Regions from separate parts of the Gossypium hirsutum genome. Here region 1 is linked to region 2. A link is a contact called in public Hi-C data. All regions are on one chromosome and are shown on one strand. The core of a region is the stretch at or near the end of the contact, and the rest is flanking DNA. Distances in the headings are between cores, read along the strand shown. Region 1 holds the start of LOC121204893 (importin subunit alpha-4). Region 2 holds the start of LOC107918130.

Region 1 (2,700 bases), core at 154-2,653, 230 kb after region 2:
ATGATTTCTCTTAAAGAAAAGAATGAGTTCTCTCTTTATCTTCCTTATACTCTCCATACTCCTGAGATTTTTCTGCATCTGCCTCTGCCTCTTCTGCCATTTGTCCTTATCAAACTTAAACAGCCACTTCATTATGAACTGTAAAGAAAGGAAAAACATGAGCATATATTATGCGCATTATAAAGGACAATGCCACTAAGAGCAGATATCCCAATTGCATCTGTTGTCTCATTTTGTTACTTCTTTAAGAGCAAAGATATATTGTATTTAAACCTCGAGAACCCTACTTTTTACTGCATATCTATGGATTAAGACAAAACTTTCACTTTTAGCTGTTGCTGCATGCAATTTCTAAGGGTTTTTTTTTTTGCATAATTTATTTGTTCAACTTTGAACAGGTCAATAGTGCAATTTCAAGACCAAAAATAGTTGATTATTTCATGAACTTAAAAAGAGAGTTCCACAACAAAACATAAAAAGTCCATACAATGTTCGCAAAGTCCTGCAATCCATACAATTTCAAAGAACATGCCTTATTATATATGCACTTGCAATGCGAAGAAAGCTACAATATTTTATGCTAAACTAACATAAATCTAAGTAAAATGTTACACAAGGATGAGCAAATAATTTAAAATAATCCAGACATAAACAAAAACTAATCCATTCAAAACATAAACAAAAACTCTTCTGTATCATCTCTAAATCTATATTCAAGTCTAAGTTACCGAAATGACATGTTCAGAAATTTCTTTGAAAGCCAAAAAAAAAAAAAATCAATCATAAAAACTAGAAAGAGCAAATAATTTAATCTCGTTCTTTCTTGTTCTCACCCTTCTTTTAGCTATCAACTGAGCCAATTAATCAAACATAGCTCAAGCAAACTTTTTAGCTGTTAAACTAATCCAAACAAAACCCAGGAAAACAAGCAATTCATTGCTAATATTCAAAATCTCACACATAAGAAAATTTAATAATGCAGATTACTACCAAGTTTATCGTAATTGCCTCTATTATACTTCACAATTCATTTTAGAAGTTACCCTAAACAAAACAGAAAAAGGAAAAAAAGAAAAAGAAACAGAGTACACATTGATAAGCTTCTGCTGCCAAACAGTGAAATCTCAAAAAAAGATTTAAAAAGATTCATAACTAGAGTACATTCGAGCAGAGAGAGAACTTACTGTATGATTTGATTAAGAAATGAAATCTTGGAAAAGAAGAAACGTTTTGGAGGACACGTGAGGACTACGAAAGGAGGGAAGTGAAAACAGAATGAACCGATTTTTGTTATTGGACTCGGGCCACCCAACCCGAATGAAAAAGCCCGTATCCACATCGATACCAGGTTATTATAAAATAATTAATTTTTTTTATATTTTACTTAAAAAATAAAAGTTTTATTTATTTTTGGTTTATTTAAGGAAAAGAAAAACATATTTATATTTACATCAATTGTCCCCGCTGATATCGTTGCACGTTTCTCAGCAGCAAAGTCTTGGTCGCTACCGGGGAAGGGATTATACAGTTTTCTCAGGTTGCTTTCGCCGTTGCTCTGTTCTTTGTCTGTCAATGGTGAAAACTAAAGAATTTAAGTTTAACGAAGCTAGGGCAAAGGGGACTGATAGAAGTAGTAAGCCTACCGTCATGAAAAAATTTCCGCTCAAACATCATACTGCTAATTCTACCAATACTACTGCCTATATTCAGGTATTTCTTCATATTTTTAATATTTTTAACTTTCTTATAAATCTCTGTTTATAGATATATCTGTGTGTACTTGTTTACTGGTTGGTAATCATGTTTCATTCTGGAAACTTATCTTTAATCACTTTGATAATCAGTTATGGCTATAATATACTAATTAATTATTTTATCTTATTATAAACATGTAATGTAATTATTATTTATTTGAATATATGCTATAAGATTGTAAGATGATACACTGTTATTGTGAATTTTAATAGATTTAAATAGAGTGAATTTGTTTAAAGTTCAACTTTTAAGTTAAAATTAGTTTTCTGGTTTTCACAATTCGAGCTTATATTCTAAAATTAGTTATGCTGGGAAGATGTTTTATCCTTTTTCTTTTTACTTGTTAATATTTTCCTTTCGAGACATAAATTGTTCCACACATTGTGGTTTCACGACTTGTTTCAATATTTCTCTTTGTTGGTTAATTTGTACAGATTTTGGGTGTTGGAATGGATACTCATGATACAATGCCTTCAATTTTACTTTTCTTTGACAGACAAAGGTTTATCTTTAATGCCGGAGAGGTAATTCTTGTCTTATGATGACATTAAAAAATTACTTTTGTTTGTGTGATTATTAGATAATCTCAGTTTTATCCATATAATTTTATTTGTGTTGTAAATGGTGCTTGATATTCAAGCCTCAAGGAACTGAAACGTTTATATTTGATCCCTTAATCTACTTGTTGGTATTACAGGGCTTACAACGATTTTGTGCTGAACATAAGATTAAACTATCAAAGGTATTATCCAGATTAGAGTTTTGCTATCAATAAATACTTCTAAGCTTTGTTAATGTACACATATTTCTTTAGATTGCTACCAATGATATCAATTCTTTTCAGATAGATCACATATGTCTTTCCCGTGTCTGCTCAGAGACTGTTGGTGGACTTCCAGGTTTGTGTCTCAACTTTTGAGAGATAATTTGTGATTATCTGGCTGG
Region 2 (2,708 bases), core at 25-2,524:
ACCAGCAGACTATGAAAAGGATGACTGCCCAGGCCCTTGAACCACTGGGGTTTAAACCCTTTCCACAGCAGAAGCATTTGCTTGCAGCCATTATAAGGGCTTGGCTAACCATAAGGAACAAAAATGCACCAACACCATAGCCTGTTGATATGTCTGAGTCATAGACACAATAGTTATAATTAACTTCACTGTCTTGGACAATCTTGGCCTGCACAGAGATTCAAATACACAATGGTCAGTTGCATGCCTGTCTGGTTAGATCCACGACTTCCCAATTCCCATAATCTCTGTATGTTTGAACTAGTCTAGAGAGAGAGCAATAGAAAAGAAAATACAGAGAGATCTACCATTTTTATGGCAATTCAGCTGAGATCTGGTAAAGTTCATAGACAATTGAGAATGGTATACTACTTGATTTGCAGAAAGTGAATACTATGAAAACAAATATATATATGATATACATAAATCAAGATTGAATACTATGTTTCTAGGCTACCCTTATTGCCCAAGAACCAAGAACAACCTGTACTTCAAAAGTAGCAAATTTACATATACAACAAAAAACCCAGAAATCTAAAACAACATTTACAGCTGTTTTTCAAACAAAACAAAAAAAGGCTTTCATTCATTTTCCTCATTTTTCAGCAAGAAAGTAGAAACTTTCAATAAAACCCAGAAATTGTATGAACTAATGTGGACCAAAAAATTACGCATGAAGAAGGCAAGGGTGGTGCCACTTACAGTGCTTCTTCTTTGCTCAGCTGCCACAGCTAAACCAAAAGCAATGAGATCAAGAACAAAGACAGCAATCAAAAGAAGCTTTGAAGCCATAGACAATGTGGAGCTAGCTAGCTACAATAACCCAATAATATCTTCTGCTTTTTTTTTTCTTCTTCTTTTTGTTTTGCTCTTTCTCTCTCAAACTCTCCCTCTCTAAATATGCAAAAAAATCACTTTCAGTGATGAAGAAGCAAACTAAATGATTAAAATGATTTTTTTATTATAAAAAACTCCCCTTTTTGTTCGTAAATTTTATTTTCTGAAGAAAATGACACCTCACCTTAGCTTGAAAATGGGGATCTGACCTTTTTTATTTTTAAATCATAGAATATGTTGGAAGCATTTGGTATAATTACAAATTCTTAGAAGGGGTGGGATTGGAAACCGGTTCATTTAACGGTTCATATACGTAATATGACTGGTAGTACAACTTATAAGACAACAATGTACAAGTGGCTTGAAGCAAGGTTTCTTGTCTTTTGGAAGAAGTTAGTTAAAAGGGCATCTTGAGAAGTTAAAGGTATAAGAGTTTAAAGCACAAGGTACAAGGTTAATTAAGGGGGTTGGTTGGGAAGTGGATTTAGTTGGAAGGTTACTTTCATGAAAGGGAATAAACACCCGCCATAATTAACTGCCTTTTTGGAGTCCCCAAAAGAAAACGTTGGGGAAAGAGTACAACTTTTTGTAGCACAAAGTATCAACATTTACAGCTTGAAATTAGGAAGAATTTGAGTAAATCTTAAATCTAAAAAGTAAGTACAGTAAAAAAAGAATAAGCTGGTTTATAATATAGATTAGATTTTGGCTCAAACATTCAACATTCGATTCCGACCAATTTTTTATATTTATAATATAATATATTATATTATTTTTATATGAAGAAGGATTTATTTACATCAATGTAAAATTAAAATGGTATTATAAATTTTTATAACTTTTTATATAATTAATATTTTACCAATCCAATTATTGAATTTATAAAGATACTCATATTTATTATGCATGTAAAATTTTGATCGATATGATATTTCTATCATATAGGTCTAAAATATTATCTATATTAATATATATCCAAGCCCTGTCCTACTCGAAATATAGACCTAAAATTTTGTCCAAGTTTATCCATATTTGTAAGTGGCTAATCCAAACTCATTTTAATTTTTTCATTTTAATATTATATATTACTATAGATTTAATTTTTTATGTATTATAAATTATACAATATATATAAAAAAGGGAAAGGATCCAATTATACCTGTGTAAAACTAAAATGGTTTACATAATTCTGTAACTTTTTATACGATTAATATTTTAAAAATTCAACCGTCATATTTCATGTTTTATTTATGCAGATCTTGCATGTCAAGTTTGACATAAAATAAAAATAGTTAACTATTTGTTTTATCAAGTATAAAATATGTTAATATCATGCTTAAACTCGACTTGAATCTGACTCAACTCATGAATGCCTCTAGATTGAATGATAAAGAGTTAGATATTTTCTTTTAAGTAAGATATTAAATTTGAATATAATGAATTAAAAAAAATTAAGATAGTTTTTTCTTTGTTTAACTTGACTTCTAATTTTATTACACTACCAAAATATTTGAGAAAAAAGAAATATTAAAAGGGTGAACTTTGAATTTTTCATCAAAAGGATTTGATACCCACTTTAGTAGTAATGATTGGAATGAAGAATTTCATTAATCTTTCATTTTTAGAAACATTGTTTTCTTTTTAAAAAATTATTATCATTCAATTTTATTTAATTTGATCATCCTGCTAGATAATTAAATAATTAATCTTGTTATAGTATTATTGAATTTTATTAGGTTAAAATTTGTTGTGAGTCCTTATACTTGCAAAGAAATTGAGATTTGGTCTCTATACTTTAAAAGTTAAAAATTTAAACCTCTAATTTTTTTAAT

What was found. Hi-C and Micro-C count contacts between places; a contact is called where the count stands out from the background.
Region 1: a contact with region 2 is called in a Hi-C map of leaf, with 2.2 times the contacts expected there. The contact joins the promoter of LOC121204893 here to the promoter of LOC107918130 in region 2. A contact is called at or near these places in 2 of 34 Hi-C or Micro-C datasets (leaf and seedling).

What each region holds. Positions count from the first base shown.
Region 1 is chrA01:8,553,894-8,556,593 of Gossypium_hirsutum_v2.1, forward strand. It overlaps LOC121204893 (importin subunit alpha-4), which reads right to left and starts at 1,404. Exons shown (of 9, transcript XM_041075677.1): 1 at 1-1,404. It also overlaps the pseudogene LOC107918129.
Region 2 is chrA01:8,327,405-8,330,112 of Gossypium_hirsutum_v2.1, forward strand. LOC107918130 reads right to left here and starts at 1,275. Exons shown (of 3, transcript XM_016847660.2): 1 at 742-1,275; 2 at 3-208. The coding sequence starts at 831.